Regions from separate parts of the Lactuca sativa genome. Here region 2 is linked to region 1. Evidence: chromatin contacts called from public Hi-C data. All regions are on one chromosome and are shown on one strand. Each heading gives the region's core, a stretch centred on a gene start, on an enhancer-like site or on the middle of the called end of the contact. The rest is flanking DNA. Distances are from core to core; before and after follow the strand shown. Region 1 holds the start of LOC111914703 (probable UDP-arabinose 4-epimerase 3). Region 2 holds the start of LOC111914710 (KH domain-containing protein At4g18375).

Region 1 (6,374 bases), core at 1,159-3,658:
AGCATTCCAGATATGAGCTGAGGGCCAAGGAGGGCATGTCAGACTCATACTGAGGGCTTATTAGCATTCCAGATACGACCTGAGGATCAGGTGGTATGCCAGACTCTTACTGAGAGATACTCATTGGTATTCCAGTCCAAGGACTAAAGGAGCAAGTCATACATAAGTTGTGGGACCAAGTGCAAGCCATACTTATGCTATGGGCTCGAGAGCAAGCCAGATATGAGTTGTGGGCCTGATAAGCAATCTAGACTCATACTGTAGGCTCAAGGGGTAATCCAGTCTTTTAGTTGTGGACCCATTACATGTTGTTATGTATATAGGTTATCTGTTTAGGTGTTGGTATTTTGGGGGAACTCATTAAGCTTCGTGCTTACAGTTTTGGTTTATGGTTTCAAGTACTTCAGTGGATCGTGGCAAGGTGAAGGTGTGACCGTACACATCCTCACGTTTTGGACTTATGATTTTTCGGAAACTCTGATAATATGAATGTTTTGCAAACTATGTTGAAAGAGATTCTGATTTTTAAATAATGTTTTGGGAATAACAGTTTTTGTAAACACTTCTATAGAAAAATGGTTGTTTTGAAAAGTTTAAATTTTATGAAAATTTATGGATGTTACATGGACATAATAAGTCGTGGTATTAAGCTCTTAAATGATTAAGAATGAAATATGTGCGTACGTTGGGCGTACCAAATGGTACGTTGCGCGTACGCAGTTTGAGTCCCGACGTCTTGGACCACGAGTATGTCCCACATACATCCGGAGTACGCCCCACGTACGAGCCTTGAGTTGACTCGGCTGGGTTGACTCGTCTCGGTTGACTTGTTGATTTTGACCAGTTTTGACCAAGGGTATTTTGGGAAAATGTTATTAATTTAAATAAAAAATGTTTTGATATTTGGGAGTCGGGTTGAGTCGGTTGTCGGAGCAGGGATTTATTCAGATTACTTTCAGACTGTGAGGTGAGTCTCCTCACTGTACCCGTGGGTCGAAGGCACCAATGTCGGTCTACTAGATTATTTATCCTGGTTAGGATATTATTATGCTAGTTTGTAGTTGATTAGTAAATCTGTATGATTATTTGAAATTGTTGATCATGTGTTATGTTTATCTGTTACATATGTCGACATATTGTGTTGGGTTGAGGTTGTACTGCTTTGTGCGATAGCTAAAAAACCTGGGAGCAATCCAAATATGAGTTGAGGCCCTGATTGGCATGCCAAACTCATACTGTGGGTTGAGGAGCAATCCATATATGAGGTAAGGGTCCGTATGGCATGACAGACTCATACTGTGGGCTCGGGGGTAATCCAGTCTTTTTAGCTGTGGACCCAATATATGTTGTTATATGTATATGTGTGTTGGTACTTTGGGAAAACTCACTAAACTTTGGTTTACAATTTTAGTTTATGGTTTCTGGTACTTCAGAGGATCGTGGGAAGACAAAGGCGTGATCGTACACAGCTTCCTGTTTTATGCCACTGGGTCTTGGGAAAAATCTTATTTGAAATAATGTTTTTGAAACAATGACTCTCTTGTAAACAATGTTGTTTAATGGTTGATTTTGAAAATTTTAAATTTATTGTGATTTTTAGGAGTGTTATAGAATGTAAACGGTAATTGGTTTTAGCATAAGGATTTGATTACCGTATAATAAAGAAGGAATGTGATTAAAATAGTAATGGGGAATGGGTTATTTATAAAAGTTCAAAAACGTATTCACCAAAATCGTTCTAGCTTAGCGAGAAGATGCTTGGTTGTTGTGTGGGAGGCTACGGTTCGAAACCCGATTACCTCCTTTTCTTCCTTTTAAAACCTTTAATTTTTAATTAAAGGAAAACACATTGACATGGGATGCAGGGGCAGACATAAAGGATTCCCGAGGTGGCCGAAGCAACCCTAATTTTCTGGCGTAATGTAAATTTTTCGGCATGTCATTCCTAAAATCATGTGTGTTATCCCTGAGATATCAAGTTCCGCTATTGGTGGAATGTCACGTCAATCTTATGCAATATTTTGACAAAACTCATAATTTCGTACAAATTTAAAGATTTTTATTACAATATTTCTATCAGCTAATTTAAGAACCTTGGTTCTATAAACACATGACATGATGTCTTAGGTAGTTTTCATACATATTAATCATAAAGATAATAAACTATTATTTTGAAAATTTTGAATAATATGATTTTAATAACATCTGCTTTTTGTTATTTGTTATAATAATTTATTTAATATTATTTAGTTCGACATTCTAAATTAATTTTTCAAAAGTTTTAAAACGTTTCTCAAAATTTAGATACATAATCTATTAAATGGCATACCAAAAAACATATTAACATTTGTTTTTATATTGAAATTTATGAAAATATAGTATAGAAATAATAAAATAAAATAAAGAGATATTTTGTGTTGGGGAAGACATTCTCCCAATCTCCCTCCTTCCATTTTGACTTAGAACATGGCAGATGGCACCATCACCGGAGATTCCTCCATTTCCTCTCTCCTCATTCCAAAACCTAGGCAGAAAGAGAAGACGACGATTCAGAAGCTTGGTCCAAGAACACAATTCGTCTGTCCTACTCTTTCTTCATTTTTTCATCGTACGTCTATCTCTCTCTACACTTTTTCCTTGTTACGTTTTGTTCTTCTCTCCAGGAAGCATCTCGGACTGTTTACTTTATTTACCATTACCCTTTTCAGAGTTTGGAAACAATCAGATGATTATGTAGAATCACAATTTCCTTACAAATGTTAAAGAAGTGCTTTCCACCATTGTACCCTTTTGCTCTCTCGTCATAGATCTTCTCTGATCCTTCTTTTGCATTCGCAGGTTTTTGGAATGCTGCTTTTGTCAGGTAACCCTTTTGTCTAATCGTTGACGAAATATTTTTGTTTCACTCGATTTCTTTCTCCTTCGTTTCTTCCCTTGAGGTTAATTATAGATTTTGCATGTTTGTATTTTGATTTTCTCCGGGGTTAATCCTTAGATCTTGGCATTCTATTGTATTTTTGTACAGTATGGTGATCTCATGTTGGTCATGCTGACCTTTTGTTGAATTTGATTGAAGATCGAGCTTAATGAATTTGATCCTCGTTCCCGGATATCGATTTATACACTGCTTTTGCTATGTATTTCAAATTCTTAAGCTCGAGTAATATTTTTTTTCAGTTGAATTGAACTCTTACTGATGATAAAATCATTACCAAGGCTCTTGTTTCTGTTTCCTTGTTCTGTCTCTTACTTCCATGGAACTTTAACAATATAATTCTACTACTGATCAAAGCAAGGTGTGTCTTACAGTTTAATCAACAATAGTTAATTTCACAGAGGGATTCTTCTTCTACAAATGCAAAACTTTAACAAGCCAAGAACCCAGCCAAGGCCTAACAGGTCTTACGCTTTAGGAGGTAATCTCACAACTTGATGGTTGATAAAACTTTTACATCAAAGCTTACAGAATTTGAAGTTGTTTTTGGTTTTTATGGTTTCAGGTATGGATCATACAGAGCCAAACAAGAAGAAAGGATTTGTAAGAAAGATTATTTTTGCTTCATTCCTTATAGCATTATGTATCTTCATGCTCAAACAATCCCCATCTTTCAGGAGCCCTAGCCCAGTAAGTAAATAGACCCTTTTCATTCATTTGTTTATTTATTTGTTTTTTGTCCATTTCTGCTTATTTTTCATTTTGTTTTCAAGTTCTCTAGGCATGAAACAGGAATTACTCATGTCTTAGTAACTGGAGGTGCTGGCTATATTGGCTCCCATGCTACATTACGCCTCCTAAAAGACTCTTATCGTGTAACCATAGTGGTATATATTATAATTATCTCTTCTTTTTTTTTTTTAAATAAATTTATAACATATAATCCGACTATAAATAATGTAAATTTTTTATAGGACAATCTCTCTCGTGGAAACATAGGAGCTGTGAAAGTTCTTCAAGACCTGTTCCCACAACCTGGGAGACTCCAATTTATTTATGCTGATTTGGGAGATGCAAAAGCTGTAAACAAAATCTTTTCTGAAAATGCATTTGATGCAGTAATACATTTTGCAGCAGTTGCATATGTGGGTGAGAGTACCCTTGATCCATTAAAGTAGGTATTATCAATTATATCTGTTCTTTTCTTCTTTTCTTCCACTTCAATTATCTTGAAAATGTTGTTTTTTTTTGTTGTAATGATGCAGGTATTATCACAACATTACATCAAATACCCTTGTGGTATTGGAGGCTATGTCAGTACATAATGTTAATACACTTATATATTCTAGCACATGTGCTACATATGGGGAACCTGAAAAGATGCCAATTACAGAAGAAACCCCTCAAAATCCTATTAATCCATATGGGAAAGCCAAAAAGATGTCTGAAGATATCATTCAAGATTTTCATCAAAACTCAGACATGGCAGTTATGATTTTAAGGTTGATTAACAATTTTTCATTTGACACATAGTTTAGTAAAAATGTTTCTGACAACTTATTGAATTCCAGATACTTCAATGTGATTGGTTCAGATCCAGATGGAAGATTAGGAGAAGCACCAAGACCAGAGTTACGTGAACATGGAAGAATATCAGGTGCATGTTTTGATGCAGCTCGTGGAATTACCAATGGGCTCAAGGTAATCTTTCATTCCATTCCATTCCCACATCTGATTCCATTCCATTCCAACCAAACAGATTAACTTTGTATGTGAATGTGATGAAGGTTCGAGGAACAGACTATAAAACCCCAGATGGAACTTGCATACGTGACTACATTGATGTTACTGATTTAGTTGATGCTCATGTAAAAGCACTTGAGAATGCAAAACCTGGCCATGTTGGGATTTACAATGTTGGAACAGGAAAAGGTACAATCTTTTTTTTTTATAATATAACATAATTAAATGGTACAATCTTTTTTTTTTAATTACAATGTTGTTTTGTGAATGGTATGACAGGTAGATCAGTTAAAGAGTTTGTGGAAGCATGTAAGAAGGCAACAGGGGCATCGATTAAAGTGGACTACCTGCCACGTAGGCCTGGTGACTATGCTGAGGTGTACAGTGACCCATCAAAGATACTTCGGGAACTCAACTGGTCAGCTCGGCACACTGATTTAGAAAAAAGTTTGGAGGTTGCATGGAAATGGCAGAAGTCACATCATAATGGATATGGGTCCATAAAGACTATATTTTGATATGGACCAATGATCATATGTGGTTAAAGATTTGAAGATTTTGACCTGGTTTCATGATTAGGTTTATTATGAAAATTAGGGGTTGAGGTTTAGGGTAATTTATATATATATAATTTTTTCCACACATTTGAATATCATCATATGATTATTTCTTACATTGGGACTTGGGAGGAGTTGTACCCATAAATTATTTGTATTAAGAAACTGGTTACTGATGAGATCTTAGAAATAATGTGTCTTTATCAGGTTTAGCTTAAACTCATGTTACAATATAATGATATATGTAATGTAACCCGATCATATGAGAAATGCAAAAATTGTAGGAAATGAAAGAAATGATATGTAAACCCGTTCTCTTTTTAGTCGTCATATGTGAATTAAAATGTCAAAATGATATTTGTGGTTTTTTGGGTATAACCTATGTAATGTAATAAAATGTGTGAAAATTGGAGGTTTAAAACCCTAAAATAATGAGGTTTTATTTATAAAGGGAATGTAAATGTAAAGGCTAAGTAGGAGGACCAAAGGGGTAATTTATGCGATTTGGAGGGACAGAACTTACTGAGTTTTGTGGCAAGAACCATTGTTAAATTACCTTGAAAGGATATGTGATTTATACATGTTTATGTTGATTGAAACGTTATCGTTGATTGTGGTTGATATTATAGGTATATGGTTATTTGAGTACTCACTAAGCTTGCATACCTTAATCGTTACTTGTTTTGCCTTTCAGTTCCAAGTGAAACCCATAAAGATAAAGACATAGCCTGACTCGAAACTTTGTATAATTTTGTGGTATACAATCCTTTTTTGTAAGTACTTGTATTCTACGATTTTAATATGAATGTACACCATGTAGTTTGTGATTTAAAAAGAAATTGGTGTATTTTGTATTAATTTGTCAAGTTAGTATCATAGTTATGGTTTAAGTGAACTAGATGTCTTGTAGTAGATTCATATATTTAAACCGGTGAGAATGGAAGAAAAATGTAAGTTGATTAGACCTTGTGGGCATAGGTTAGCCAACTATCAGACACATTTGGGGTATATTTTGAGGTGCCTATACTCTAGTTCCCTATAAACTGTGTTATAAAGAGGAAATTTTTGATTGTGTGGGCTAGCCTGATGAGACTAGCACTCGTACGAGTAATCCTATAAGTTATTTAAACATGAATTCC
Region 2 (6,089 bases), core at 2,709-5,208, 150 kb before region 1:
ATGACTCCATATCTATTGGGCAGGCTATATCCATCCTAAATTTAGCAGAGTTGTGTGTGCTGTGTTTTTTATATACTGACAAGTGCAAAAGTGGAGAAGTAGGATCACAATGTGTAGTTAACATGGGGTGAGATTGAGACCAAACATTGGAGAACAGTGAAGCAGCATCTAATCTGCCAGTGCATAGTAAGGATTTTTACCAGCCAGACACTACAAAATTTCACCTCTTTAAAGTTTAAAGAGAGAGGCCTAAAGATTTAGATTGAAATCTTTTAATAAAAAAGTGAATCAGAATGGCAAGAACATGATTAGGAAGAGAATAAGTCATGAGCTAAGCTAAGCTAAGCAAGAACAAAAACGTTCAGGATTTATAACCATCACAGACAGACAGGGTGTAATTTCTTAAATAGAAGCACATGGATTAATTCAAGTTGGAAAAACAACATGAACAATATGTTGAAAGATTTGTGTTTCTAGTTTTAAAAAAAAAAAAAAAAAATTGAGTTATAGAGGATGAACTTTCTAGGTAGATTAGAAACTACCAAAATATCTCCAGAGTTGGCTTTGTTTTTCTCCTGTTTTTACCACAGCTGCAGAAAACGACTTTCCATGAATCAAGAAGATCAAGCAAAGCAGGTAACCATTTCAGAATGCATTATTTCAAGAAAGGATTACACCCACGATTCAAAGAGCAAGAGGGATAAAAGATGAAATATTCAGAAAAATCAATTTATCACGATTAAAATTACAACCGCACGCACGATCATAAAGACAGAAAGTCAAAAGAGTTATTAAAAAGAGTATGGAATGAGAGAAAGATCCTATTAAAGTCTTATGAAGACTTCCACTGGATAGAACACTACAGAAGAGCCTAAGATGAATCAATCTTAGCATGCATGCAGCCACTCCCAGATGATCTTTGGAAGAAAGTAAAGAGATCCAGCAGAAAGAACCGAATAGAAGGAGATACGTTTTCATGTCTATAAATAAAACTAAATGCGCACTAAGGAAAAGGTCCCATGAATTTAACCCAAATTCACCTTCATTGTCAGAAATCAGGTAGCCATTATGAAAGCCTGAATCATGTTTTCTGCTGAACGTTTTTGTTCAGGCGTTCCAGATATTATGGCAACACGATCACCTCGCGATGATTTGGAATCAGATATCTCTACAACAGCTCCAGATATCTGTCAAACAACAAAATCCCAAATCAAAAAACCAATCGTTGTTTTTTTTTGGGACAAATAAATAAAAAAATAAATCACCTTTCGAATATTGTCTACATTGGCTCCACCTTTACCCATCACCTTACCCACCGCATGAGCAGGGATAAGCATCTCAGAACCATCAGGAGGAGGCAATCTGCTTCACATCACATACATATATCAAAATAACAGGGGCAAAAAGGTCAAAAGTACAAAAAATATTGTGAGAAAGAAAGAAAAGTACACACCCTCCATAGAACTTTGATGGATATGAAGAGGATAAAGATCCATAGCCATTGTCACTCATCGGTAGTGAACCATATCCATAGCCTGAAGGAAGCATACCCATACCCATACCCATACTGCTCCCAGGTTCACCTCTATGACTATGTTCATAACCCAATGAAGGGGGGACACTTGGCAACACTGGAGGCACAGGAAGTCCACTGCCACCAGCATACATGGAATCATTCCCTGAAGATTGATTATGACCACCACTATCCCTGTCTTTCAGAACATCATCTCTAAGCCTAAGCACTATTTGAACAAGTGCATCTCTCACACTCCCAACTTCTCCAATCACCTACACGTTTCAAGTTTCAAAAAACACTTAGATTTTAATCTGAATAGAGTCATAGACAAGTGTTTAAAGATAGATAGAATCAAGAGTACCTCAACAAGTTCATCATTAGGATCTGCACATTTGGGTTTATCACCTTTTGATATACGAACATCTGCTCTTGTTCTCTTCCGAATTTCATTTATGATAGAACCACTTTTACCAATGATGCACCCAATGACTTTAGAAGGGACAAGGAGCCTAAAAGAAACGTTTTCTTCTTCTTCCTCGCTTATCTTTCCTTGAAGCAATAGAACTGCTTCAACAGCCATGGATTTTATATCATCCAATGACTGCACAAGTTCCGTTTAACAACTCAGAAAGAAAGAAAGAAAGAAAGAAAAATTGATGAATCTTTGAGAGTGTAAAGAACAATTACCTCTGTTGCTGCAACTGTAATAATGCATTCATCGCGTCTGGTATCATCAACATCAACACGAGCACCACTAGCTTCTCTGACACTTCTAATGGCAGCACCACCCCTTCCAATAACACGACCAATCTTGTTAAATGGGCACAGCACCCTTACGAGTAACTCCCCTGATGCAGATGCACCACCATACCCAGAAACCACAGGGAGGGCAGAAGAGTAAATTGGCCATGTGTTCCCTGAATCCGCATACCCTTGAAGTTCTGGTACATGTGAACCACCTAGAACAGATGGAAGAGGTCTGGAAGGCACATATGGATCTACACCTGGGTATAGACCAGAAGCAGGATAGATGGGTACATCAGAAGGTATTATGATGTTTGGAGGAGCTTCATGAACAGATGTGTCAAGAGGAATCTCTTCCTTTGGAGTAAACTTGTACATAATTGAGGAGACTGCAAACAGTGCTTTCTTCACTGCCTCTGGTTCACCAGTTATCTATATTCAAGTAAGTAATGAAAATAGAGTATCAGCAATGTGTGAAACTTCAGATGAAGAGAGAATTTCAGAGAATAAAGGCTAACCACAACAAAGTTGTCAAAGTCCATGGCACACGAATGATTAGGATCACTAATATCTTTTGGAGTAACTTTAATGTTTGCCCTTGTCCTGCTTCTTAATTTCTTTATAGTTGCCCCAGCCTTTCCAATAATATTTGCAGACTGGCTAGCTGGAACTAGAAGTTGGCATTCTTCCTTATCTTTCCATTTTTTATCAGAATCACCAGCTGTTTCTGCTACATTTGCAATTGCATTATGCACCTTAATAAGTGCATCCTGGGCAGGGCATAAAGGGTCACGATCACCAAGTTCTTCATCAGGCTCGATTTCCTCTTTCTCCTTAATATAACAATATATTGTTATGACTCTGTTTTTGGTGCCAGGAAATGGATCTACTACCTTAACCTTTGCTCTTGTATCTTGTCTTATTGAATTTATGACCTTCCCACTCTTTCCAATCACACTGCCAATGAATCTGCCTGGACATAGTATTCTGTAAGCAACCAATTCATCATTACCCCTGTTGTTGTTATTACTTCTATCATCTCTTTCGTTTCCTCTTCTTCTCTGGTTCTTATGATCGCCATTGCCACCGTCTTTCTCCCTCCCCCTATCCCTGTCCCTTTCTCTCTCCCTCTTGTTGCGCTGCCGCTTTCCACTTTCACCCATACTTCACAATACGACTCCTCCTGCACGCATCAACGAACGCCAATAAATAAAGAATTAAGCAATAGAAACTTTAATTGTCCGTATTTAGTGGAGATCATTCAATCAATTAAATTGGAACTGCCGATAAGTTGTAGCAACTCAAAATCACAGGGGAATTAAGAGATTGTGGTAAATACAATCAATCAAAATTATAAATACGAAGTTCAAATTTTCCCAAAAAAGAACTATTTAGGGGCGATGAATAGAAGAGATTGAATGAAACATGACAAAAATATCAAAAAACCATAATAGCAACGAATTAATAGCATGAGAACCAAAACTACTGTATGGATGCATTAATTACATAATAGGTAAGAACAAAAACGAAGGGAATCGGACCTGATTGAGATGAACGGCAAGAAGGACCCCAAAAAAAACCCTAGAGTACGTTACGAAGATGTGCGTATCGAAGCTAATAAAGATGAGCCTTTATAAAACACATCCCACATACTACAAATATTTCCCCATGGACTTTTTATACTAACAAGTTCGGTCCATGAATCCGTTACAAAAATTATTATTTTAAATCCTTTAACTTATACAACTTCATAAATTGATTTTCATATGTGAAGGGTAAACCCGTAAAAAGTACGGATCCGTTTGTGGTTCAACAAATTTATCGTATTTTAGTTCATGCTGTTTCATATGTTTGCAAAATTAGATGCTAATTAGAAGCTAGTAGTTGGTAGTAGAAATCTAAAATTGTAACTTTTATTTTATTTATATGTAAATATTTGATAAAAGTAATTGTAAACTTTTAAAAGGAAAGAATAACATAAAATATAAAATATAAAAACTTTTAAAAGTTATTTGAAGTAGTATTAGGATTAAGAGTTATTTGTTTAATATAAAAACATTAAGTCTGAACATAAATTTTTATAAAATTGGGGTTTTTTTTTTTGTCAAAATCAGAAAGTTAAGAGCTCTTAAAAACTTTTAAAAGCTCGTCGCCGAAGATACACATAAAACATAAAAACGAAAAGTTAAAAGTTTATAAAAACTCTCAAAAACCACTTAAAAACATTTTTGGATTATAATTTTTTTGTTTACAATAAAAGTTTATAACCACAAATAAAATTTTTTCTTGAATTCGAGTTTTTTTTATTTCTTAAAAGTTTCAAAATGCTTATGTTTGTTGTCCAACTGTAGCACCTGGTTCCTGGTAAGTAAATCTTATTTGAGTATTTCCCTTCTTTTAGCCTTGGACTCGGCGAGTCATAGGTCCGACTCGCCGAGTGGATGCGGGACCCGGGACAAGTTTAAGTTGGCGACTCGGCGAGTCCATATCCTGGACTCGGCGAGTCACAGCTGTTGGATGAAACCCTAAGTTTCAGGGGTTTGCACCCTATTTAAACGACTTAACTGCCCCAAGCCAGCCCCCCATTCACCCTCAGAGCCCTGTATCTCTCTCTAGCCTTGCTTTCTTGTGAGTTTGAAGTGTTTTGTGGTGTATTGAAGTTTCTTTGAAGGATAAGAAGAGGGAATCAAGAAGAGGAGAAGGAGGCCAAGCATCCCTGTGTCATTCCAACGTTTCCCCTAAGGTATAGCTCGTTTCCCCTCTGTTTTTAAGCTTATAGCTCCATAAAAGTCCTTTTTGAGCCATTTCTAAGATTGTGTATGCTTGAGGGTTTGTAATAAGTCGATTGGCCTCTAGATCTAGGCAAGATTGAGCTCCAGGAGCTCAGATTTGTTAGCTTTATGGCCCCATGTTGCTTGTTCACCCTAGATCTACCCTTTTGAGGCATTTTGAGCCCTAAAATCCATATTGGTGAATATCCACACGTAAAGTTGGAAACTTTACGTGTGATTCGTGTCCTAGAAGTCCAGATCTGTGAATGGCATGGACTGGAATCGAGCAAATCTGTGTATTTAGTGGGTGCATGGCAACGACTCGACGAGTCGTTCATGTGACTCGGCGAATCTGTTCGTGAGTCTCCGAGTTTGTCCCCTTTTCGTAGTGTCGAGTGAGCAGTGAGTCACGGGGTGTGGCTCAGTGAGTCACGGGGTGTGACTCAGTGAGTCGGAAGCTGAACTCATCTATGGAGGTACTCGGCGAGTCAATGCCTTGACTCGGCGAGTTCAAGGCAATCTCCTTAGATCAAGAACAGACTCGGCGAGTTGTTCATACAACTCGGCGAGTCTTAGCATAAGTGTTCATCGGATGAAAATGAACTCGACGAGTTGTTCATACAACTCGGCGAGTAGGATGAAGGACTTGAATATCAGTCTAGAAGGAGAACTCGTCGAGTCGTCGCCTAACTCGACGAGTAGGAACGGGATCCAGGACAATCGTTTGGGTGGTGACTCGGCGAGTTGGAAAGCCAACTCGGCGAGTCGGGTCAACTGAAAGTGGACTCTGACTTTGACTTAGGGCATGGTCAGGGGTAAAATGGTCATTTTACCCAAAGGTCAATGAGCAGTGTTTGATTGAGTATGTTGTGGGAATTGCAGCCGGAGGATTTTCGGAGCAGTAGGCAGTCAGTTTCCGATCAGACCAGCAGCTACTTCGAGGTGAGTTACCTTCCAGTAGCGGTGGGTCTACGGCCACAATGCCGGCCCACCAGTAGGAGTTGTATGTTAGATGATTGTCTTTGTGATATCATCTAGGTTTGCTACTACCTGATATG

The links. A called contact is a pair of places that touch in the nucleus more often than the background predicts.
Region 2: a contact with region 1 is called in a Hi-C map of leaf, with 5 times the contacts expected there. The contact joins the promoter of LOC111914710 here to the promoter of LOC111914703 in region 1. A contact is called at or near these places in 2 of 4 Hi-C or Micro-C datasets (leaf and seed).

The regions. Positions count from the first base shown.
Region 1 is chr4:45,498,740-45,505,113 of Lsat_Salinas_v11, reverse strand. It overlaps LOC111914703 (probable UDP-arabinose 4-epimerase 3), which reads left to right and starts at 2,408. Exons shown (of 10, transcript XM_023910413.3): 1 at 2,408-2,608; 2 at 2,839-2,863; 3 at 3,337-3,416; 4 at 3,501-3,625; 5 at 3,709-3,822; 6 at 3,910-4,109; 7 at 4,201-4,437; 8 at 4,507-4,636; 9 at 4,723-4,867; 10 at 4,958-5,535. The coding sequence starts at 2,467. The coding sequence ends at 5,196.
Region 2 is chr4:45,654,521-45,660,609 of Lsat_Salinas_v11, reverse strand. It overlaps LOC111914710 (KH domain-containing protein At4g18375), which reads right to left and starts at 3,958. Exons shown (of 7, transcript XM_023910421.3): 1 at 3,802-3,958; 2 at 2,779-3,443; 3 at 2,204-2,692; 4 at 1,878-2,117; 5 at 1,454-1,788; 6 at 1,266-1,362; 7 at 1-1,187. The coding sequence starts at 3,423. The coding sequence ends at 1,056.